Regions from separate parts of the Mus musculus genome. Here all the other regions are linked to region 1. A link is a contact called in public HiChIP or PLAC-seq data. All regions are on one chromosome and are shown on one strand. Each heading gives the region's core, a stretch centred on a gene start, on an enhancer-like site or on the middle of the called end of the contact. The rest is flanking DNA. Distances are from core to core; before and after follow the strand shown. Region 1 has its middle 51 kb from the start of Gm31026. Region 2 overlaps Frem2 (Fras1 related extracellular matrix protein 2). Region 3 overlaps Trpc4 (transient receptor potential cation channel, subfamily C, member 4).

Region 1 (4,358 bases), core at 912-3,411:
CCACACCACAACTGGAGATAGCGCTCACAGGAGAATTAGTTCATTCAAGTTGTCAGTGGATCAGCTGTTCTGTCATACTGTGCAAAGCAACCTGGTGCTGGGATGATTTGAATTCTGTTGGTGGCCTGTAAATGACACAGCCATTGAGATTATCATTTAGTTGGGATGCACTGGAAATAAAATGAAAACATTATTAGTAATTGTGCATATACAAGACCCAAGTCAGAATGTTCTTCTCAAACTTAGAGTATCCAGACTCTTCTACTTTGAATTATAAAATGTTGTAAGCACTCTTCAATTAGCGTCAACCAACACATGGAACCAGAAATCCTATAGATAGCTTACCAGCCACTGTGTCTGAAAGAACCAACTTGGAACACAGAACAGCATTTTTAGGAGAGAGCATCAAAATAGGAGAGACTTTTACTTTGTAAAATGCATAGTAGAGAAAAGTTACACCCACCAAAATGAGTGTAAATTTCCCATATGCCACTAACTAGGCAGTATTGCACTTTTTAAAAATTAAAGTGAATTTACTTGTTCAAATGAAAAGGACAAAGAAAGTCTTGATTAAATCTATTGGCCTTTTTTATCTGAGATTTAAAAATTACTTGTAATCTCCCATAGCAAATAATTATCTATGATTAAACAGTCTTGATATCTTCAGATTCCATCATGAATGTATGTGGTTATGTAACTAATTCCTAGTACATTTTGAAAATCACTCCTTTCAAAGGTTTTTACTTATAGATCTTTTGTTGAAAATCATATTTTCATATAATATGTTTGATTATATCACTTCCTTTCTCCCAACTCCTCCTAGATCTTCCTCACCTCCCTACCTACCCAACTTCATGTCCTCTCTCTCTCTCTCTCTCTCTCTCTCTCTCTCTCTCTCACACACACACACACACACACACACACACACACAAATAAAAAATAAAAAACAAAAAGCCCAATAAGATAAAGAGTGCCAAAAATTAAAATAAGTAAAATAAAATAAATATCCAGTGGCCTATAACAGTGATTTACCTGAAAGCTCTAATGGTACAATATTAGCAAAAATGTTCTGGGAGTAACCAACCACTTACTCATTTTTATTTATTGATCTATTTATTTATTTCCCCTTCAGGCCACTCCGTGAGATGGAGCCTATATTGAAACTGCCAGTGCGGCTGTTCTTCTTCATATGCGTTATATCCATAACTTGATTAGTTTCCTCACGGGTAGTTTGTCCAAAACGTAAGTATTTAAGACACACTGACCCAGCGCCCTGGGGCAAAATCATGAACAGCTAGAAAATAAACTACATTTTAAGAGATGGAAAAAGGTTAAAGAAACATACAGATGATTGAAATTATCTGCATAAAAAAAAACAAGGCATGATTTTACATATACAGGAAATTCATGTGAGGAATATATTTCAAAAACAGATTTTTAACCAACAGAAGCTAATATGTGCAAACATAATTAAAATGAAAATATGAAGAAGTTTGGTGTTAAATCACAAGACTCCTCCCACTACGTCTGAAAATGTCCTGAATGTAGGATTAGAAGGGTTTGGTCCTTCCAGTGTGGACGGGTACATTTAGCCGTCATTTCTAGTTCTCACACAAACATTCTAAGCAGTGGGGATTAATATTATGGTCTTGATCATAAAAAAAAAATTTTTTTTAAAAATCCTATTCAATACTGAAAGAGCCTTAAATGTGAGGTCTGATATTTTCTCATAATGACATATGGTTTTAAGAAAAATAGCACAAACTGACATTCTAGAAAAATAAAACGAGTGATTCACTTAATATTACCTCCAGGACATTATGTATTTCATGTGGCAAGTTAGTCACAGACTTGGACCTTCCTGCAAGAGTCTCTACTAATGTTCCCAAGATGTTTTTGTTTTTCTGATTTAAAAAAAGAAAAAAAAATCTAACGCACCATTGAAATTGTATCCACTTAGGAAGAACTCAGAATTATACTGCAAATCCTACCCAAAACCCTCACGCCTCACAGAACTGACAGTTGCTGAGCTGCCCCCAGCTAGAGCTGGAAACAAGCTCCCCAGTGCTGCCCACGGTGTCTGCCTTCAGCCTGTGTGATGGTCTCCAGGAACTGGGTACAGCCCCTGTAAACACATCCAGCCACATTTGGATGCGTCTCTATTTCTCAGAATGCTTTCCACTTGATTTAACACACGTCTCTCAAGCATTTGCACCTGGCCCTGGCGATGGTGGGGGATGTGCACAGAAGCCAGACACGCCCTCCCTGCTCCAGCTCACATTCAGAATAACAGACAAGAAGGTAAACATCGCAGCAACTTGAAACGTGCAAAGGTAATGCAGAAATGGAACTCCGGAGGAAGAGATGGGGAAGGAGAAGGGGCTCTGGTCCCCCTTCGTTCAGCTAGCATCTCCTTCCCCAACTGGACTGGCTTTGGATCTAGCTCTAGTTCTTAGCAGAGGAAATGACAGCTGTTGCCTTGCTGTTTTCTGGCCAAACTGAGCCTGCCAATGCCTCCACCTCCTGTTTCTCAGATAAAACTTGAATCTCCTTCATCCCCTTCTACAAACACTCTGTTCTGCTACCTCACTTAAAGCTAATTATCAAAAGGAAGGACATTCAGTTCCTCGATTAGAAGTGCATGTATATGATTACAATTGTCAACATCATAATTTTATAAGTGCAGTTGAAGATATTACTAATTTTTATGATGTTGCTGTTATAACAGTAAACTCAGCCATTTTCTCCTTAATTCTTAGTAAAACAGGGCTGATAAGTGTAGAAGAATCTTGCTTGATTGATTATTTAAAAAAAATGATTAAGCTCTATTGTTTCAATCTGTTCAAAGAGTTTGCACTTAAGCCCTGGTACCAAGCCCATCAGCTCCCTTAGGCTAGCAATGCTGATAATGGAAGTCAAGAACAGGGCCTAGGAATTCCATAAGGCATAGACAGAAGTCTTAGGAGAGTTCTTACCAATGATTTACTGTGGGAAGAACCTGCCCCAATGGGCAGGATGCTTGTGCAGAGATTGTCCAGGCCTTAGAGACTGGAATGCCATCAAAGATACATTGACTTCTGCACATTCCACATTCATAATGGATCCCATTTTATACATGGCATTTGCTTGCTTGCTTTTTAAAAAAATATATATCATATTTGAAAATGTCTTACTGATAAATAAAAGAATGTATTTTATCACAAACATTTTAAAAGTATATTTCCATCTTGGTAATTTAAATTATTGTCCATTATTATTTTTCTGTGTAAGGTACCATGGCACATGCCAGAGAACAGCTTTGTGGAATCTGTTCCCTCCTTCCACCAGAGGTGAACCACACTGCTAGACTTCTTCATCAATTGCCTTTATGAACCATGTCATCTTGCTGGCCTCGGTCCTAGCTAACTTTAACCAATGCACCACCTCTGATGAGAGCATAAGTCAGTCAACTTTACAGTGCTTGACACAGACACCTGACAATTAGCAGTAAGGGAAAATATGTAATTCTGATCATAGTTTTGGAGGTTCTGGCCATAATCAGTTGGTTCCCATGCTTTGGGGCACATCTAGATGCAATATATCATGGTAGGAAGTGGAGTAGGGCAAAGGCCATGAGCCTTACGAACATGAAGCAAAAAATTAGGGAGGGAAACATCTGGGGTCCCACTGTCTCCTTCAAGGACATGCCCTCCCCTCCCCCCGTGGCCTAATGACCTTTCTGCTCACCCCTAACTTTCAAAACTCTACCACTTCCTAATAGTCTAACCTTGGAGCTGGGCTCTGTAACATGTGGGCTTTTGGGTAGGTAGCAGCAGAGAACAAAAATCAAATGTCTTTAAATTGTTCACGTTTTAGGCAAGCATCTATCTTGATTCTGCCATGTGCAGCGTGAATGGTTCTTATTAGCTCCTCCTGTGGTCCATATCTTCACCTCTAGAATCTTTTGGTTCATGCATTAGAAACTTATCCTCCAGGTAGTACATTTTCCTCATGCTTCTGAGGACTTATTTCCTTGTGGTTGCTCTTCCTGTGGGTATTTTATTTAACAATGTTGGCTGCTGGGGATGTGGAAATCACCTTCTCCGTTGCTCTGGATATTTCTCATTTAGTCTTTCTAATGAGCCTGTGAGTTGAATCCCATATTAGACCATCTCACAACAGAAGAAGCAGAGACCATTGCTTTTAAAAATGAATGGCTACTCAACCCCCTCCCCCACCCCAGGCACAGAGAAAAAAAAGAAGCAGACTAGTAAAATCAAAGGCAGGCAAGAATGCACAGTAGCTGGGTCTTTCATATACTATGAGTGCAAATAAGACTACTTCTCTTAAAGATCTTTGAAAAAAGATAAGCTATAGTG
Region 2 (4,358 bases), core at 1,320-3,819, 390 kb after region 1:
TCGTCATTTTCATCCCTTTCTGTCTGACCCCACAATGTCACTCATTTTTACATGAAAAGTGCTTGACACACCGAACCTCTTTTCTGGGTAAGAAGACTGGTAGGCATCCCATAGTCCCCGCGGAAGCCCGCCATGTGCAGCTGTGTTGTGTGATTTTTCTCTGGCATCAACAGAGATGGTGCCATGTATGGAGGAGAGGCCCCTATGAAATTACGCCCAGTGACAGCAACTGTCTTCCACTGAGAGAACCATCACCTCTGGGCTGGACTGTGAGCATAAATTATCATACCTATTGATTTCCAGATGACAGGGAACCCTGAGAGGGGCATTTAAGGTCAATGCTAGACCCCCTTGTCTCACCCCCTCTCCTAAAGTCCAAATGAAGTATTCTACAGGCAGGATAAAATGGTGTTCAGACTACCAACCCATCCTTCTGTTGGGTGCCTTCTGTGAGCCACACAAGTGTCAGGAGCTTGGCAATGTTATTTCCCTCCAAACTTAAGATTCTAATTCTGTGATTATTTTTTATCCATTCAGCAGTGAGCTCTCTGAGACTCAAGGAATTTCTTTCCGCACAATCCTCCAGCCAATGAGTATTAGAGGCAATATTTAGAAAGTGAACGTATTAAGATGGATATGTGTTACATGTATTTTCTCCCTCTTCCTCGAGTTATCAGATTTCATCATTCCATACCACTAGAAAGGAGGTGACAGCGCATATCCCAGTCAGTGTGCTTTTTGCAAATGCAACAGTGATACAAGTTGTCCCTGTAGGTCACAACAGCACAGGAATCCTTAGCTTTTGAGTATGTTTAAAACCTCGAATGTATTAACATTGGAGACTAAACCCAAATGTTCTAAAAAAGAAAACAAGAACACTTTAGTCCCTGTCTTATGTACCTGTGTAGTCAAAGGTTAACTGAGCATCTGCTATAGGTACCAGGAATTCTGCTAAATGCTGGAGATGCAGGTGAAACAGCCCAGGTGCCTGGTAACCCCAAGGCTAGTCCTATGATCTCATAACCACATTCCATCAGCTAATAGTATAGAGTGCTGGTGCTATGATAAATAATGAGCCATAGAATGAACATCTAGCTCATTTAAAATTTTACTAGAGATTTATTTACACACACACACACACACACACACACACACACACACACACACACACACACATGTGGTGCCTGTGGCAGCCAGAAAAGGATGTCAGATCTTCTGGAACTTGGGTTACAGTTGATTGAGCTGGGAACTGAACCCAAGTCCTCTGCAAGAGCGCTGCTGCTCTTGACAGCAGTGAGGCCATTTTGAGAGGTTTTCAGGATAATGATTCTTAGTCTCCTGTCTATTAAATCCTGTATCTCAAACAATACCACTGTTTCTTACTCTTAGAAACGTACAGGACATTAACTGGGAGTAAACACTTTTGTTTCTGTTAAAGAAAAATATGTAATTTTAAAAAATAGGTCCTATTTAAAATATTAAACATTAATTTAAAGATTAAGATATTAAATTAAAATATTAAAATAAAAATAAAGTTTTAAAAAATAGGTTCGATTCTCTTTCTACTTCATAGACTCTACCCATAATAAAATGAGTTTATATATATTTACTAGGAGAACACAACCTCAAATATTTGAGTATAAATGCATGGAAAAAATAGAAAGCCAATGTTTGTATAATTATTTTGCTTGTTGTAACTGAAATATCTATAAACTTGTATTGACTGGGTTGTTTTGATATTTCCCTGGTAATATGAGCAAGTAGACCAATTTGGTCTCTGTAAATGTTTTTGGTAGAATCAAATTGAGTCACTGCTTAATGTTGTAAAAAGAAAAAAAAAAAAAAGCATGTCTAGAGAGCTGGCTCAGCAGTTAGGAGTACTTACTGCTCTTACAGAGGACCTGGGTTCAAGTCTCAGCACCCACATGCTGGCTCACTACTGTTTGAAACTCCAGATCCAGAGGATCGGATGCCTGTTCCTGGCCTCCACGGGTTCCTGCATGCATGTGGTACACACACGTGTGCTCCAGCAAAACATCCATACAGGTCTAAGAACAATAGCGATTACCAAGACCTTCTACTATCCTGATATGAACTTGTGTCACATCACATGTGAGTTAGGCTCATGGGTTCCATTTGCTTCTTTCCCAAACTCCCTTTTAAAATGGTCCTCATATACTTGGTCCACTTTAGAAGAAAGAAAAAAAAAAAAAAGGCATAAGAGAAATGCCAAAGTTCAAACATCAACAGCAGCATTGAGACACTTCTGCATGAGTCCACTTGTTGGCCAGACTAACAGCACTGCAGTGGCCTGAAGACTAGTGGAATGCCTTCTGGGTCGTTTTCAAACAGGAAAGACTCTCTCAAGGCAGGGAACACCCATTGCTTTCATCTGAGCCCCAAGCTCTCTTCCTGTTCTTTTATTATGACAGATTTGCAGAAGATAATTTGTCCTGTCATGGTTTTAGTACATTTTTTTTTTCATCTGTACAGTGTAATGGAGAGAAAAGACAGGATGGACATTGTCAACTGTGGCTACAAGTTTATTTCTGAGAAATACAGTCACTTCCCACCCTGTAACTTGCAGCATTGTCAAATTTAAAAATAGAAACTGCGGTATGGGGTATAGTCATGTATAGCATAGAGGGTGAGTTCAGTCTATCTGGGTTTGTCTTTCGGAGTAAAAAACATTCACATTTCCTGGAAGTGGGAAAATAACTCAGTCAGAAAGAGAGCCTTATATGGTCGTAAGAGTTGAACAGAGAGGCAGGGTGTGAGGAGCCACGGGAACCCTAGACTTCCTACTTTTTTCTCTGCAAGCTCAAAACTAGCAAGAAGTAATGAGTTAATCTTTCCATCATGTATAAGCCTCCCACGTGAAGGGACCATTCTAGGATTTAAGAGCACGGCCTTGCAGTTGCTTTTCCCTTCGTTCACTTCATGAGAATGCTCTAATCCCACAACATAGCCCCCACTTCCTCCTCTGCAGGGACGGCCTGTTAAGCCCGTGGGATTTCACATGGGCACTCTTAGGATGTATGACTTTGTATGTTCTCTGTCTATACTAATGTATGTTACTCATGTTATCTAAAAGAACATGTATAGGACATCTTCAACTCTTTAAAGGAATCCTGTAGGTCAGTGGTCCTCAGCCTTCCTGATGCTGGGACCCTTTAATACAGTTCCTCAGGTTGTGGTGACCCCCAACCTTAAAATTATTTTCATTGCTACTCATAACTGTAATTTTGCTACTATTACAAATAGTAGTGTAGCTATCTGATCTGCAGGATATCTGATATTCAACCGCTGTGAAAGGGTTGTTTGACTCCAAAGGGGTCACAACCCACAGGTTGGGAACCACTGCTCTGGGTGGTTTCTTTTAACCTTCTTTTTAACTTTCTTTTAACCTTCTTTCCCTCTCTCTGCCTTTACTCCACTCTACTGTGATGTAAATTTCTTTTTTCTTGATATCAGGTTGGCTTTTGCTCAGGTGTTAGCAATGTCTTTCTCACCCCGAATGGCTTCCTTTGGGAAAAGCGCTGGGCAACCATGGTGGTTATGAGCATGGGCTCTGAAATGTCTTGTCTGAGTTCAAATCTATTGTCAGCACCTCCCCTTGACCTCCTGCAGGTTATTTGACCTCCGAGTGTGCGCTATATCCTGACACCTAAAATACCAATCACAAACATTCTAACCTCAGAAGGTTAAAAGCAAAGATAAAGCCAGTCAATGCTTGCAGAGTGTCTAGGATAACAGTTGGCAAATAGTAAGACTGCCGGGGGTTAGCGAGCTGCATTTCAAAACTGATGCAAGCAAGAATGGTGTTCTTAAACATTTCACTCACAATAAGCTGTGACTGCTTGAGCCAGCCTGCGCATACACTTCTACTGTGTATGTAATGCGAAGTTGAAAAGCCATGCTACCCTAGATGGCGACCGTAGAAATCATTCATTGTCTTTCTGATATCCTTTCATAGTTTCTCCCGCAGGTTACACATTTCTGTTAAAAGTTAGGTCAACAGAAAGCCTGAACTTGATATGGGCCTATTTACCCTCTGTCAGATCAAATACAGGAGTGAATTCCAGGTCTAGGGCCATGGTCCGGACACCCGGCTTTCTTCTCTATTCATGGTTCAAGGCAACAGGCACTGAGGGAGAAGTCCTGACTTGTATAATCCAATGTGTATGGGTCACGGGGTGCAGAAGGAACCAAACCTTAAGCCCTCCAGGTTTAAATCCCACAGGGGCTGCTTAATTAAAACCCTGAATGTTCAACAGCCCTCAGGACATACTTGAAAACAAAACCCGGCCAGGACAGTTTGCAGCATAAAATGAATGCTATGTGTGATTTACCCTGGC
Region 3 (4,358 bases), core at 1,075-3,574, 310 kb before region 1:
AAACAAACAGATGCAGGATTAAACCAACTAGAGCATTTTAGCTACGGGTGATTTAGATTATGTGAAATGCCTGCTTTTCTTCCAGTTAGAAAATCACTCTTTTGCAGTGTGTATAATTCTATGAGGGCCCATGAGGAAGGTTATTAAGGTGACAAGACAAGCATGTGTCCAACGTGATTGCTGTGTGCAGAGAAGCCACCCAGCTTCTTAACCTCCTAGCCTTCAATTTCTCACAGTGGGAAGGAAATGGACCCAGGCAGAAAGCCTCTGAAGTGGTGGCATAGACACTAGGTTCTCATGAGCATGGGCTGCCATCAATCCTGCTTATGAAAGTCCCCAGAAGTTGACAGTGGCTGCTGAGAACTGTTCATCCTCATGCAAGCTTTAGGCAATAATAATGGATAGATTTGAGTATTCATTTTGGAGAATTTTTTACATGCTCATGTTTTTTCATACTGCACTAAAAATCAAAAGAAACATATGAGGGGCCATGTGGAAATACAGAAAAGCATTTGGATTTTCAACAAGATTGAGTGCACATGAATACTTATAAGATGTCAATAATACATAGGTTTCCTTTTTGAATTCCACATTTTCCCTATGCATGAATTTATGTGCCTGTGTATGTGTGTATACATATATATATATATAAAATAATATACATAATATTATTATATAAAGACTATAATATAAATGATCTTTTCAAAAGAAAAGACCATTTACTAAAACTTGAAATAAATGTACCCAGTATTTTTTTCTTAATGCCAGAAGTCTATGTTTCTATTCAGAGCCGTGTTAATTCCATTTCCTGCATTATTCATAGCTTTACTTCTCCATTTCCTTGGCAATCCTTGTGGCGAATTTCTCACATTTTGTGACATCATGCACTCTCAGGTCTGCCCAACATTAGCAGGAGCAATGCCTCTCCGACTTACGTGGAAAACGCGTTGTTCTGTTTCTCGCACCGGATGCCTTTGCAGCTTAGCCCCTTTGTTTCTTCATAGTAAAAGTACAGCTGATTTAGGCCATTTGCAAAAGCTAGCAGCACGAGGCAGTAGATGAACAAGAACTTCAGGATGTCCAGAAGCATCCTTCCCAGAGATATCTGCAGAGGCCCCAGGTGAGAATTGGCAGTGAACAGAGAGATCAGGCGGAGGGAACTGAAGATGTTTGCAATAGCAAATAATGCCTCTGCCACCAGGGTGGGGTGCCACATGTCCCATGATTCCCGTGGGTTCAGAGCACTGTACTGAAGAAACAGAAATGAAGGCAAAGTAAGCACACATGCTGACAGAATCAAATTCAGCTCTGCAGAGCTCTCTAGGGTCCACCTCAGCCACTCTCTGGAAGGTGTATGCTTTAAGATGGCAGCAGCTAGAGTAAGCCATACAAAGACAGAAAGAAGCCCATTAATTTATAACTCGTGAGCTTTAATTCATGTGGCTGTATAGGCCTGTCCTTCTTATTTAGTTTTTGTCAGTGTGTTAAAACTTTGACATGAGAATCAATTAGTTCTTGTCTGCTACCTCATAGTTTCTGTCTTTGTACAAAGAACACACCTCCGCTTATTCAACTGATCAGGTTCAACTTTTCGACTCTTGCTTAACATACTCATAGACCAGGACACAGACAGATACATCTAACTAACTAACAGAAACCTTTAAGGGGATTAACATGAGGTACTGCAAGAATAGAGGGCAAAAGGCAAGAATGGATTGGGTCTCTGTGCTGTCAAAGCGTTCAGAGTCAAGAGTCAAGGTTATGCCTCATTTGCAGTTTTGCACCAGTTGGAGGTGACCTGATGCAGAAGCCACCATCATACTATAACAGAGTCTATTTCTACCCAGGAACTGATATACACAGAACCATCCTTAGTGAATGATCTTGGCTGTGACTGAAAGAATTACAATGGATAATCTTCGAAAGCACGAACAAGGCTCTATCTTTGCCCTAATACAAGAATCCACACTGGACTCAGAGTCCAGCATGTCTGGTAGCTTTTATGGAATGACACTATGCAGGCATCATCACAGTTACACAGCTACACACAGTCAGGCCTTTTTGAGCCATATTACTGGGATTAATGGTGTTGTAATGGCAAACTACCATTAAAAGTCACAACGGCTCCTGGGAGACTCACAGATATCTCCCCAGGAGCCATCTACTTCCATTTTCTGGATAATAAACCCAGGGACCTTGTTCTCCTGAGAATATTTATTTTCTTAATAATTTGAAGTCTTTCTCTCCCCAGGGGGAAGTCCGGCAGCTAGCTCAGCTGCATCCTGTAAATTCTGAGAATCATAATTTCCGATTTCCTTTCCTGTGGTATAATCCCCTTGTGCACTGGGCACATCTGGCTCTCATCACATCCCCCACTGGGGAATTTGGACATGGGGACTGATGCTAAGATCACAATGTAAATCAATCATTGTCTGTTTGATGATCCAGACACCTTGCTTCCTGTCAGAGAACAAACAAAGACATAAACTGTAAGCAATTAGCACTTGAACTCATTCTTTGAAGTTTTGCTTTAAAATCTCCTCCTGCCGTACACATACACATGGTCTTAGGCTTCCAAATAGGTGTGGCAGTGCACACCTGCAATCCGTGCCCAAGACTCAGGGAGTGGGTTGCGAGTTGGAGGGAGGGCAGCCTAAGCTCTTTGGTGAGGTCACGGTTAACCTGGGGCTGCACAGTGAGCCTGTCTCAAAGCAAAAAGCAAACAGAAAAAGTGAGTAAATAAGCAATTATATCAAAGCAATTTAAAAAGCTTTGCGAACCACAGTGTTCTTTAAATCTAGAGAGAATAAAGTATTGGGCCAGTGGACATATTTTCTAAACCTATTGTTGGGTATTAACTCGTTAACTTGAAATTTTATTCTTGGTTCCAGTTCTTCCTTCTAGCCCACCACCATCATCCCCTTGAGCCTCAGCTTCCTGGTGGTGTGGATCCAGGATTCCCCTAGTCCTTCCTCGACACCCACCTCAGTCACTCCTCCAAGACCACCTCCATTGTTTTGTAACTCCCCAACAACCTGCAGGGACCCTACAGGTGCCACCTTTTGCTAGGACCCAGATAGGCCACCAGTGTTCCTCTTTTCTTCACCCACTCTGTTCTTTCTAAGGACCTCTTACTCCAGCCTCCTCCCAACCCCCTCCATCCCCTTCAGATGGGTTGCCATTCATAGGCAGCCCCAGAGTGTCTCTACCCTGCCTCTGTCTCCCTTTGTGGAGGAAGATCGGTGGTGGTTTGAATGAAAATGGCCTTCATGGGTTCATAAATTTTAATGCTTGGTCACCAGGGAATAACAATATTTAAAGGGATTGGGATGTGTGGCCTTGTAGAGGAAGTGTGTCACTTGGGGTGGACTCTGGGGTTCCAGAAGCCAAAGTGAGGCCCAGAGTCTCTCTTTCTCTCTCAGCCAGCCAAGCAGATTAGAATGTAGCTCTCAGCTTCTTCTCCAGTACCATGTCTGCCTGTGTGCTGCCATGCTTCTCACCATGATGATAAAGGACTAAATCTCTAACACTCCAAGCAATGTCTCAATGAATTGTTTTCCTTTTTATGAGTTTCTGGGGTCATGGTATCTCCTTACAGCAGTATAATACTGACTAAGACAAGACCAAAGTCACTTAAGAGACCTCCAGAGTCAGCCCCTTCCCCAACTCTAGTCTGCCATATAACTTACCCATTGTTTATATTGTACCCACCAGTACTGCTTAGAATCTGAAACTAGACTTCTAGCCAGAATTTCAGATCTTGGAGCAATCAGAGACTGAGCCCCAAGACCCAGAGTGGTCCTAACACTAAAAAATAAGCCATCATTCTTCTGGTCCACAACCTGTCAGGGTTGGGTAATAGAAACCAAAGAACTGTACACACACCCATTAAAGGTGAGACCAGATATCTACAGTGAGAACACTACAAGCATCATAACTGCAGATGACTAGATCCCAGCACAAAACACAAGTGCCAATACCCAGGACAGTATGCTTGCACCCACAGGCAGCACCCCTATGCCAACATGCTCCAAGAAATAAGTCTAGCTCAATCTCAAGACAAGAACTCCAAAATAGCAATTATGAGTATGTTCAAGGATCTGAAAGAGGATATGAATAGATGACTCCATAAAGACTGCAAATACCAACAGATGAATATAATGACAATTCAAGATAGGAGAAGAATTTAACAAATAAATAGAATCACTAAAGAAAAGACACCTATATCCAAGGCTCTGGAAACATCTTAGAAAATAGAGTGTAAAGACTGTAAGTGTCAGAAGACCACGATACCTCTTTGAGACAGTGTCTTCTGTACACGACAGAGAAGCTGCACCCATGATACCTCATTCCACCTG

The links. HiChIP or PLAC-seq counts read pairs in DNA pulled down with a chosen protein or histone mark.
Region 2: a contact with region 1 is called in an H3K4me3 HiChIP or PLAC-seq map of the 230-238 cell line, with 2.9 times the contacts expected there. The contact joins two enhancer-like sites. A contact is called at or near these places in 3 of 115 datasets of contacts at active chromatin or transcription factors (the 230-238 cell line and large pre-B cells) and 1 of 9 other capture datasets (embryonic stem cells).
Region 3: an H3K4me3 HiChIP or PLAC-seq map of the 230-238 cell line shows a contact between it and region 1, with 14 read pairs. The contact joins two enhancer-like sites. A contact is called at or near these places in 1 of 15 datasets of contacts at CTCF or cohesin (pro-B cells), 1 of 484 Hi-C or Micro-C datasets (the 63-12 cell line) and 2 of 115 datasets of contacts at active chromatin or transcription factors (both in the 230-238 cell line).

Annotation. Positions count from the first base shown.
Region 1 is chr3:53,973,159-53,977,516 of GRCm38.p6, reverse strand. No RefSeq gene overlaps it. Among named protein-coding and RNA genes, the nearest start is that of Gm31026, 51 kb to the right of the region's middle. Within about 2 kb of position 2,161, at least 36 of the 459 cell types and tissues checked have an H3K27ac peak or open chromatin away from gene starts, as enhancers often do. A contact at or near this core is called in the 230-238 cell line, the 63-12 cell line and pro-B cells, where this site is marked.
Region 2 is chr3:53,579,047-53,583,404 of GRCm38.p6, reverse strand. All of the region lies in intron 4 of Frem2 (Fras1 related extracellular matrix protein 2), which reads left to right. Among named protein-coding and RNA genes, the nearest start is that of Frem2, 76 kb to the left of the region's middle. Within about 2 kb of position 2,569, at least 17 of the 459 cell types and tissues checked have an H3K27ac peak or open chromatin away from gene starts, as enhancers often do. A contact at or near this core is called in the 230-238 cell line, where this site is marked.
Region 3 is chr3:54,287,922-54,292,279 of GRCm38.p6, reverse strand. It overlaps Trpc4 (transient receptor potential cation channel, subfamily C, member 4), which reads right to left. Exons shown (of 11, transcript NM_016984.3): 6 at 936-1,249. Among named protein-coding and RNA genes, the nearest start is that of Gm31095, 71 kb to the left of the region's middle. Within about 2 kb of position 2,324, at least 5 of the 459 cell types and tissues checked have an H3K27ac peak or open chromatin away from gene starts, as enhancers often do. A contact at or near this core is called in the 230-238 cell line, the 63-12 cell line and pro-B cells, where this site is marked.